Linked DNA regions of Mus musculus: region 1 is linked to region 2. The links are chromatin contacts, called in public Hi-C maps. All regions are on one chromosome and are shown on one strand. Each heading gives the region's core, a stretch centred on a gene start, on an enhancer-like site or on the middle of the called end of the contact. The rest is flanking DNA. Distances are from core to core; before and after follow the strand shown.

Region 1 (6,022 bases), core at 174-2,673, 170 kb before region 2:
TGTGTGTGTGTGTGTGTATGTGTGTGTTACACATGCATGCACACACACTAATGCAAGTGTGTGGGGAGGAGGGACTGCACACATGTGCAGGACAGAGGATGACTCAGGGGTTGTTTTTCAGGTGCCAGCCACATTGCTTGTTGAGACAAGATCTCTCACTGGCTTGGAACTCACCACATGGACTCTGCTGTTTGGCAAGCAAACCCCGGCAATCCACCTTACAGTAGGATTGCAAGTTCGCAGTGCCACCCTGGCTTGTTAAATATAGGTGCTAAGGATCACACTAAGGTCCTCAAGCGCTTTGCTGTGTTGTCTATCTCCCAAGCCCTGAAAATCATATCTTTTGTAGAGACCGTCCAGGCTGGCTTCCAGTGTATGTGTTCCCAAACTCTAAAGGCATGACCATGGCTGGCCACTTTCTGTTTTAGTCCTTTCAATAAGAAGACACATTACTATCACTTCTTTATATTTTTCTTTCTTTTATAAGGGGGCAATGGATATTTTGAGACAGCATCTTGCTATGTAGTACAGACTGGCTTCCAGCTCAGTACATAGCCCAGGCTGGACTTGAACTTGTAACCTTTCTACTCATCTCCCTTCTCAGCCACCAGCGGCTCGGTTTATCAACATGTGTTACTAAACCCAGCTACAAACAATTTTCCCTGTTTACTGGAGCCAACCTTTAGCTTTGTGTATCTTCTGACCATTGATCCTTGAGATTTTCTCCCCTGGAACAAAACCAGATTTGATATTCCTTCAAATATTTGAAACCTCCTCTCATGGGGGTCTCCTTGGTTTGCTCCAGGCTGTACATTCCATGTTTGTTCAGGCTTCTCTTCCTAGGACACTCTCCAAATCCCTTTCACATTGAGATCCATCTGAAAGTGTGTTATCCATTCATTTGCAAGGCAAGTATTTGCTGAATGCTGTCTATTGGCAAGGGGCCGTGCCAGGCCAGATGTCTGAAAAGAACGGAGTGGAGCAAGCGAAACTGTCCTTCAAAACCCATTTATTTCTGTTATTACATTTCTATTGTTAAACCCAAAGATTCCACTGGCTTCCTTTTACAGCCATATCAGACTGCCGGATTATCTTTGGCTGTGATGAACTAATATCTGTTTGTAGAAGGGGACTGTTGGCAGATCAGGACTTCCCGAGTCGATATGCATGTAATTGCTTTCTTTGAACCTAAATTAAAGACTTCACATTCATCCTTATCCAAACCTTTCTTTGGTCCAGCTCCTTGTTCCAGCCTGTTGAGCTCATCTGATATTTGCTAGCTCTTCAATCCTGATTTCATCGTGTGAGTTACCGCTCCCGGCTTCGTGTCCTCCGTGCTCTTGATCAGCATTGGCTTTCGGTGTTTGTTCTCTGTGATGAGGAGGAGGCTAACGCAGGAACAGCGCCTTCTGGCAGGGCCCCAGGCTGCCTCGCTCTCCTCTTCCTTCAGCACTCTTGGAGAACAGGTTTTCCGCCAACTCCGAGTCGCCCAAATTATACTGTCATCTGGTCTGCATTTCTCCATCTTGTCCACAAGAATTTCCTGAGAGGCTTTGCCAAATGCCTTGATTAATCAATACATTCTGGGTCTCTGACATTCACAGTTGTCAGTTGTCGTGACCTGCTTCTTGCTCCGGAGGAAGAAAAGGGCTAGGGCAAGCTGGGAATTGTCTTCTCTGTTAGAGTCCCCTAGCCCCGAAAGGAGGAGAATTCTGGGTTCATAAAGGTAGATCTGTTGGATGACTCGTCCTCAGACTCTAGGACTTATCTCACTGTTTGTAGGCCTCATAAGTCAGGTGTGCTGCCCAGGCTGCAAACTCCCCGTCAGTTATTCCTCTGGCGACCCTGCCTCACCTTTTAACTTCTTCCTCGCTACCATGGTTCCAACCTCAGGGTCATGGACTTTTCTCAGAAATCTTCACCTAACAGTTTATCACACATGCAAGGTCGTGTGCGAGGTATGTCCAGTCTATACCAGTGCTTTTGAGCACACCCTGCCCAGCTCCCCCACACTGTCCAAATGTGAGTCTGGGATGAGCCATCTTGGAGCTTGGCTCCATCTTCAATGAAAGCCCTTTCAGCTTGGGCTCCTCCCACATTCCTAGCTATCTGGCCACGTGTCTCAGTACCCCTCTCTGACTGTGCCCTCCGTTTTGGTTTCAACTTGGTTGCACAACTCCACCTAGGTTTTCTCTCCTCTAGCTCAGACCTCGTTTTTCATCGTGCATGCCTTCCAGTGAGTCAATCATTGTGGGTAAAGAGAGGAATTATGGTCCACCCTGTCATCTTTATCTGTCAGAAAGATCCAAAGAGGCGGTGGTGGACTAGGAGACAGACTTGTGGTTAGCAAGTCGTCTGAGTTTCCATGCATTAGTACTGCATTAACCCTTCGGTCTACAAGGATCATCCCTCATCCGCCTGCCCAGTTTCTTCACAGGGGATACAGGGTTGGGTGGTTCCCTCTGGGACACCCACTGTCTTCAAATGATACTGTCACCATTTACCACATGACATTTTCCTTCCGAAGCATAAGCTTTAATCCTCCAGGTCAGAAACCACAGTGCTACCATTGCCCCACTTTTGAGAGCCACACACTGTTTCTGTCCAAGCGTTGACAAGCCTTCTTAAGAAGTGCCCTCTGGGTAGCGAGCTTAAGAAGGGTACCCACTTCCCTGTTCTTCCAGATCTTGGAAACCTTGACTTCAGTTAGCATAAGAGATGAAAACACTCCTTCCTTTAAACTCTCAGTCCCTACTGAGAAAAATGAGTAATTTCGTTTGCTTGTCTCTTTGAGACAGCATTTCACTCTAGAACCTAGGTGGGACTTGAACTCATAATCTTCTTACCTTTGGCTTCCAAGTGCTGGGATTATAGGTGTGCTCCCTCCATACCTACCTCTGCATTTCTAGTATGTGTTCATATGCCCTAATAATAAAGCAAGTATAAATATGTAAAACAGTAAAATTTCTATTTGTGTGTGACAACTAACTAGTTTCTTTCCCCCCACCCCATAGGTAAATGACTAGAGATAGAAAACAGATCCCTCATCCTTGCTAGGATTTAACTGAGGACATCTTAGCTGTTAGCCACTAAACCAGCCTGTCTCTGCCCGTTTTCAAACATAACCAATCTCTTCTTGCATTCTGTTTTGAAGCAAGCAAGGCCTGTATTGACTGCAGGGAGGCCTCCCACAGGAGCATGCTGGGATTGACCCTTCCGTGCATAATAGTGACAAACAAAGATGCCCCCTTTGAGCTCTGCTGCACAGACTTCTACTGCATCTTGGCCTGGACTCTTGTGCTACAGTTAATTAGGGCGCCTGTGAGAGGCAGGCTGGGACAGACAAAAGGCAGGGCTGAAAGGCGCTTCCTCATACCTTTTGGGGAATTCAAGTCCTTTCTGCATTAGAGAGCTAGCTGGGAGATTTACATCTTATTTTCTCCCTAGCTGCCCCTGTTGGCTTCATAGTTAATGAGTCCAGATGAAAGAGGACTCATTATTTCAAATCTGGGTGACACGCATTTCAATTCAAGACCTGTGTTTGCCCAGACTGTGACCCGAGTCACCCCCACAGAACTGAAACCTCCACAGTGGTTTTGTCTGCTGTCTGCCCTGTGAGGGAGGTTCAGCCCCAGGTTGTTTGCCTGAGCTTGGTTCTTATTTCCAAACCTTCCCAGCATCAGTTAGAGAGGAGAGAGACCTGAACTGGCCTAGGTCAATTCATATGAGTTTTAAAGATATCTTCTTTTTATGTGTATTTGTGTTTTGCCTGCATGTATATCTGTATACTATGCGCGTTTCTGCTGTCAGCTCTCCTGGAACTGGGGCCTAAGAACTTAAGTTCAGTACTCTGCAAGGGCAGCCAGTACTCTTAACCACTGAGTCATCTCTTCAATTCCCTTACATGGGTTTTTAAATAAGAGCAAAGAGTGGGACAGGAAGATACCTCAATGGGTAAAGATACTTGCTGTGCAAGCATGAAGACCCAAATGTTTTTTAAAAAAACTCAAGCTATAACGGCATGCTTGTGGAGACAGATGAATGCCTGGGGCTGCCTCGCCAGCCAGGCCACTGATCCCTGAGATACAGGTAAATATGAAAGGCCCTGTCACAACAAAATAAGATTCAGGGGGCTGGGGAGATGGCTTGGCCTGTAAAGTGCCTGCTCCATACGTTCTGAGTTCTGTTCTTTAGCACTCCTGTCAACAGCCAGGCCTGGTGGCACTTGCCTCTCCTTTCAGTGCTGGGAGGCAGAGGCAAGAGGCTCCCTAGAGCTTGTTGGCAAGCTCACTTAATCCAACTGGTGAGCCCCAGGCTCCGTGAGAGACTCTGTCTCAGAAACTAAAGTGGACAGCAGTATAGGGAGACACCTGACATTGACCCATGGCCTCCACATGAATGTGCACATATAAGGGCACCCCATGTACACTCACATGAGCACATACACATGCATACATATAAAAATGAAGTCTTGCCAAAGAAAAGAATGTCTGTTCACAGCATTTGTCAGCCTCCCATTTAGGATAGTGTGATGGTCAGGGTTCCTTCGGCTGAACCAGGCATGTGGGATGCAGGGAGGAGCTCTGCACCTCTCCCTTCAGATGCTGAAGCATAGGGCTTCCTCCTTGTCTCCCTTTCCACCTAATGAGATGTGGAAAGGAAAAGGAGGACGGAGGCTTAAGAGGCAGACACTGGCCCAGGGATGGAAGCTTGAGAGACAGACACTGACCCAGGGAACGGATGGACCTGAAAGGATGACTTGAAGGACCTGTCCCTGGAAGGATGTGTGCACCACAAAGCCAGGCCCTCGGGGGCATTCTCCCACCTTTTCTTTTTGCTCCCCGGGAGGCTCCTTCTTCTTCTAGATCCTTCTCTAAAGCCCTCTGCTTCCTGCCCATGGAGTAAAAGTCACAGTTACATCCTGCTTGACTGGCTCAGACACTGCTGTCAGCTGGCCTCTGGTCTGTGCTCATTTCCCACAGACCCTAAGCTAAAATCCCTGCCTCTTGACAAGGTGTGAAACCATGAAGGACCAGGCCTCTGCTTACCTCCCAGTCTAGCTAGCCCCTTTCCAGCCACCTAAACAAAACTAAGGAGTTAGTACCTCCAGGAGGCTCTCTGCTCAGAGGCTGTACCCACCAAAGAGCCTTCTGTGGCCAGACTTTTAGTTCCATGTCCTCCCTGGGGTACTGCCCTCATCTCTAACCCAGTTCCCTGAAAGGGGGATATCCTCTCACTTCCAAGGATCTCAGATAGAAAAGTCTAGAAGCCCCAAATATCCTGAGGCTCCCTAGAGACTTCTAGGAGCTTCCTTTTTCTGACCTTTCCTATCTGCAGTCCTGGGTGTTACCTTGGTCTCTGTACATAAAGCCCCTAGAATCACTTTACACAAAAATCTACGTGGCACTAACTCAATGTTTTTAAGTTTGGAGTAATCATGAAGCATGAAAGTTGGTGAAATATCTTTTTCCTTAGCCATTGTATATTCTAAAATTATACAAATTAACAGGGGATATACACATATATTTACTACAAATGCTACAGTGTGCCTCAGTCTTCCTTGCACATGTTACCTTTAGGGTCCCTTCAGCTTAAAGTACTCAGTATGCCAAGGTGATATATTTTGAAGTGACATATCCAGAATGCCACCAGAAGGGACTTTAATAAGTATCCTTTACTGACACATCCCTCCTTTTTTCTAGTCCCTTTAAAAAAAAAGTGATATTCAACACTCAACAGAGTCTCACGTTGAACAAATCTAGAAATGAGAAGTCCAGGGTAGTGGTAGTATCTGCAGTACCCAGCCCTTGGCTGTCTTCTTGTGTGCATGGCTTCTGTTATCAAGACCACACCATCCAAAGGGGTTATGGCAGCTCCTACCTCCACACATATTCCTGTCAGCAAGACGAGTATACACGCTCATGACTCTATGGCTAAGCGCACTTGATGCTCTTGCAGAGAACAAAGGTTTGATTCCCAGTGTTCAGCTGGACAACCCTCCACCTCCTGCAGCTCCAGCTCC
Region 2 (5,538 bases), core at 928-3,427:
GAGACTAGGAGACCTCAGGAGCCTTCCCGTGCTAGGACTCTAGGCATTTACTGCCATGCTTGGATTTTTTTTACATGGGCTCTGGGCTCCAAACTCAAAACCCCATGCTTGTACACCAAGTGTCTCTTTGCCATCCTGAGCCATTTCCTCAGTCCTGGGAGCAAGGGAGGAAGGTTACTTTGAGGCACTAGATCTGCCGACCCTTCTCGCTCCTTCCTTCCGGATGCTCCTGACCCATGCCAGTAAACCTTTTCTATCTTTTTGCAGAGCATTGGCTGTGACGACTTCCTGGGATCTGACAAAGTCTTGGACAAGTGCGGGGTGTGTGGAGGTGATAACACGGGCTGCCAGGTGGTGTCGGGAGTGTTCAAGCACGCCCTCACCAGCCTGGGCTACCACCGGGTTGTAGAGATTCCCCAAGGAGCTACGAAAATTAACATTACAGAGATGCACAAGAGCAACAACTACTTAGGTGAGTTCACTGATCTTCTCCACACAGGCACAAGAGACTGTCGTCAGTGCAGTTAATGAATCTGTTGCAAGATGCTGAGGTGAACACAGTGTGGCCAGGCATTCCAGGACATTCAGGAAGTGCCATTAGGGTCTTCCTGACCTGCCCTCTGGAATGAAGGGGAAGTGTGGAGGGGGGATCCTTGGAAGAACTAAAGGGTTAAGATCTATATATTTAAATCAGGCTCTACTCCTCTCAAGAAGGATGTGGTCATGAATCAGGCAACAGACTCTTCTGAGCTGAGAGGGGCTCTTTATCAAGCAGGGAGGTCTGCTAGTCTTGGGGGTTGGGGACAGGAGCGGCTGATGGTTCCTCCCGGATGGAGGCCCAGAGCAAAAGCAATCCTCACCTTCTCTCTGCTTCATCTGCCTGGAGCAGCAGGCCCTTGTGTGTCTTCTGAACTGCAGCAGAGCCCTCAGCTGTCACCTCAGCACTACCCACTTCCCTGCAGGCCAGAGCCTTCCAGGCCTTTCCTCTGGACATTAGGTCATTTGGATCCCTTCCACTGTGCAGCAGTCACAAAAGTGAGCGTTTACCAGTTTCTCCCGCAGATCAGCATGTGCCAATCCGTTAAGCAGGAGTTAGTTATAGGGGTGCCATTTCTATTTTTTGAGAAAGGTCTTGATCTGTATTCTAGGCTAACCTGAAAATCATAATATAATCCAGTCTGGTTTTCCTCCTACACGCTGGAATCCTAGTCGTAAGCCACCAAGTCTGGCTGAAGGTATCATTTCTTCAAGACATTCCAATGAGCAGAAATAGCAGAAATAGACATTTTGTTTTTCGTTATTTGTTAAACAGGAACTTGTTTAGGACAAATAATGTGCCAGGCAATATATTTATGGCTTTTCCTGTATAAAACCCTGAAGCACTCGAACCAGCCTATAACTTACAAGCTATTCCCAGGCTCATTTTATAAATAAAACAGACATACAGAGATCATAGAACTTGCCAAAGTCACACAGCAAGGAAGCAGCAGAACTGGGAATCAAACCAAGGGGGTGCATAGCTCTAGGCATGGAAGTCTCGTGTGAGATAATACCCATAGGTTTCTTCCACTAGACCGCTGGTCATGTGGCAGTCAGTGTCCACCAGAGGGTTTTGGTTTTCTGAAATACCATTCATTTTGTGATGTGGTGTGTGTGTCTGTGTGTGGTGTGTCTGTGTGTGTGTGTGTGTGTGTGTGTCTGTGTGTGTGTGTGTGGTGTGTCTGTGTGTGTGTGTCTGTGTGTGGTGTGTCTGTGTGTGTGTGTGTGTGTGTGTGTGTGTGTGTGTGTGTAGTCATGATTATACATACCTATGAAGCTAGAGGCCAGCCTCAGGTATCGTTCCTTAGGTGGTAGCCACCTTGCTCTTGAGCTCGGAGTGTAATCGATACTGACTGATTTGTTAGTAAGTCTCAGGGACCTGCCTGTCTCTGTGTCCTCGGCACTGGGGCTACAAGCATGAGCCATTGCACCTGCTTTTGATTTGGGGTTTCTAAGACTCAAACTCAGGTCCTCATGTTTGCAAAGCAGGCACTTTCCTGACTGAGCCATCTCTCCAGCAGTTACTTTGTAACCATCCCTTCCCTGCCCATTCAAACGCAGCCCAAACCAACTTCACTTGGCTTGATTGTCTAGAGGAGGAAGGGTGGCAGATGTGTCTCTGAGACAGACCCAATTAAAGCAGAAAACTGTTACATTTTCTCCGGCACATCTAGGAGCCACCAAAGTGGCAGAAAGCCTAGTTTCCCTGCGAGCAGTTTGTGTTATTTTAAATCTCAAATAATGATCTCTGTGTTTCCGCCTTTCTCTGATGCTTTTACAAGATCACATCTCCACACACATCCTGCCGCTTACAATGGAAAATGTTCCTTGGGGGTTATTTGAAGTGTGATTGTGTTTAAGCACGCTGGCAAACAATGCCAGTTTTTATTAGCTTTATGTTGTTTTTAGTAAATGTTCCCTGGCTATCAGTGGCCCCATTTTGTAATCAGTTTCAGGCTCCTTGAACATACAATGGATATTCTTAGTGAACATTTGCATGGTATCTGAATAGAAACAGCCCAGAGCCTGGCTCATTCCATCTAGAGTATGGGACTTTGTCATAAGACTCAACAGATATACTCAGGAAGGACTCCGGCACTTTCTTATTGGTGATTCACAGGTTTCTTCTTTCTTCCTTTTGTCTCAGAGTTAGTCAGGATATAAAGCTTAAAATGGAATCCAGCTGGGGAGATGGCTTGGTGGATAAAGCAAGTATGGGGCCTTGGAGATCATGCCAAGTAGGCATGTTGTCCCAGCTCCGTAATCCAACCCTGAATCCCAGCACTCATTCAAGAGGCTGAGACATGAGCCCTGGGGCAAGCTGACTAGACTAGCCACTCAGTGAGCTCCAAGTTCCAAGTTCAACAAGAGACCCTGCCTCAGTAAATAAGATGTGAAGACCAACAGAGAGAGATGGCCAATGTCTAACTCTATTGTCTATCTGCACACAACCCATACATGTGAACATGCATACAGATATTTACATATATGTACTCACACATGTATGCACATATATATATATGCCAAAATTACAGAATAAAAAATCTCCACTTCCCATAGGACTAGGAGTCAATGGGAGAACGACTCAGAAAGTCACTGTGCCCAGAAACCAATGTGTTCATGAGAAAGACATCATTCATAACATCCTTATGTGATGCTCTCTGCAAGGAGAGAGAAGCAGAAGCAGGCTTTTAAGGTGGAGACTCCAGGAGTGAGGAGTGCAAGCTTCCAGCCACAGCATTTATGTCACCTGGAATGTTCTCAATTTCCCTTCTCCTTTTAAAACTTGGGACACAGGTCACATACAGTTTGCAGTGCAGTGGGTAGGGTGGTCTTTTTTTTTTTTATACCAGGCTTTCTTTATCTAACTCCTCTCAATTGGTCAATTCCTGCTCTATGGAGCCTCTGTTGAAAGCTGTTTGCATAAGATTGCCTGAGTTCTACAAACAACCGTTAGTACACAGGCTCAGCTTCGGTTTCTAAACTCCAAGGCCAGTATTTCCATTAACAGCCAGTGCTCTTAACCACTGAGCCATCTCTCCAGACCATAGTTAACTTTTTAAAAATTCCATTTAAAAAAAAAATCATTTAGAGTTACTAACTAGAGGTGCAATTTCAAAATTAGGGTATGAGAATTGAACGGCAAAATTTTTGAGATAAATATCATTATAGAACCCACATTGACCTCAGACTTGAAAGCCTTCTGCTTCAGCCTCCAGTAGAGCCTCCTAGCACCCACATGGTGGCTCACAAAGGTCTGTAAATCCAGTCCCAAGAAATTAAATGCCTAAATAGAAGAAGGAGGCATGTTTACTAACAGGCCTTAGCGAATACATTAGTCATATCACTGCATTAAACCTAACTCTGAGTTTTGCCACCAAGGCCTGGCCTGCTGGCCCCTGCCTTTCCATAGCTCGTAGGAAGACTGGTCCCATGGAGCTGTGGGAGCAGGCCACCTCCAGCGAGCAACCATGAGGAAACTGGGATACTTATGGTGCACACATAGCGTGAGAAATGACACACGTTCTTCTCATTTCTGGTTATAAAACTGAGAACACACCAAGAGTGGCACCATGTTTATTAAAATTGTATAGTAGCAATTGTTAGTGTCCTTCAAAGCTTAGCCTGTTAGTCAGAGCTAGGTTTTAATTGGAAAGACATTAGAAACTGCTGTCTGTTGTTAAGCTCTGAATTCTCCTTTTCTGTGTGACTTATTCTCAGACCTGCTATTTGAAGAAGAAACAACGGATCTAATGTTTTTAAAACGGCTGGCCATTTGTATCACTCGCTTCTCCCTTAATAAGATGTTGTAAAATTATTTTAGCTGAAATATCAAAGCTTGGCGCAGTTGAGTCAGTTCAGTTTACTAATGTCATTATGCCACAGTTCAGATATCAGACATGAAAGCACAGCAGGCAGAGACTGATTGTTCAGGACGCGGTCAACCTGCCAACAAGTACAGCCTCCATGGACTGTAGACTTGGAAGGAGTTCTTGAAGATCTATACGATCTTAAAAACAAATACAGTTCCACTGAAACATGTTCTCATGAAAGTTTAAAATAATAATACCTGGGGCTGGAGAGATGCCCCTGTGGTTAAAAGCCACTGCTCTTGCAGAGGACCTGGGTCCAGTTCCCAGCACCCACATGGTAGTAGCACCCACAAGGCAGCGCAAGCTGTCCCTGACTCCAATTCTAGGAGATCTAGCGCCCTCTACTGGCCACTGTGGGTCTAGATGTGCTCAGGGCACTTTTATTCGTGGAGGCAAAGACTCATACATATAAGATAAAGATGAATATGTTTTCTAAATAATAATGGCCAGCACCTAACATCTTAAAAACCATCATGGAACATCTGTAATTTGCAGATTTCATTAGATGAGCAACTTTCCATATGGGAAGGCTTAGGATATTTAAAACAATGTGACATCTTGGACAGCAGAAATGGTTCAGCAATTAAGAGCACATACTGCTCTTATAGAAAACCCAAGTTTAGTTCCCAGCTTCCATGGCTCACAGCGGCCTGTAAATTCAGCTTCAGGAAACCTGTACCTACACACATGTATGTACCCCCCACATATTCATAATTAAAAATAGTTTGAAAGTCAATCTTTACAAAAAAGAAAAAACATGATGTCATATGCATAAATGACAATTAATCCCAAAGATTTTCCTTTTTGTGGATGTTAGAAAAACTGTGGCGTCATACAGGACATAGAACACAAGAAGGACAGGACCCCCTCATGGTCAGTCTTACATTGAACCAATAGCCTTGAAGTATACGGACACCGTGCTTGTAACTTAACAGCTCCAATACTGTGTGCCTTTATTTGCATTTTCTAACCACCAGATTCTTTAAAAATTATTTTTCATATTCTTATAAATTTGCCATTTTTTTAAATTGCTGGATTTTAATTTTGACAGGTTTAAAATTGAGGCTCTCATGCTGTTTTCTTGTTTTGTTTTGTTTTGTTTTATTTTTTTTTTTTTTTTTTTTTC

What was found. Hi-C and Micro-C count contacts between places; a contact is called where the count stands out from the background.
Region 1: a contact with region 2 is called in a Hi-C map of forebrain, with 2.8 times the contacts expected there. The contact joins two enhancer-like sites. A contact is called at or near these places in 1 of 39 promoter capture datasets (hippocampal neurons), 9 of 484 Hi-C or Micro-C datasets (adipose-derived mesenchymal stem cells, cerebral cortex, cortical neurons and 3 more) and 1 of 115 datasets of contacts at active chromatin or transcription factors (embryonic stem cells).

The regions. Positions count from the first base shown.
Region 1 is chr9:60,221,777-60,227,798 of GRCm38.p6, reverse strand. All of the region lies in intron 7 of Thsd4 (thrombospondin, type I, domain containing 4), which reads left to right. Among named protein-coding and RNA genes, the nearest start is that of 2010001M07Rik, 110 kb to the left of the region's middle. Within about 2 kb of position 1,423, at least 40 of the 459 cell types and tissues checked have an H3K27ac peak or open chromatin away from gene starts, as enhancers often do. A contact at or near this core is called in cortical neurons and forebrain, where this site is marked.
Region 2 is chr9:60,051,785-60,057,322 of GRCm38.p6, reverse strand. It overlaps Thsd4 (thrombospondin, type I, domain containing 4), which reads left to right. Exons shown (of 18, transcript NM_001040426.3): 8 at 268-472. Among named protein-coding and RNA genes, the nearest start is that of Gm7616, 100 kb to the right of the region's middle. Within about 2 kb of position 2,177, at least 19 of the 459 cell types and tissues checked have an H3K27ac peak or open chromatin away from gene starts, as enhancers often do. A contact at or near this core is called in cortical neurons and forebrain, where this site is marked.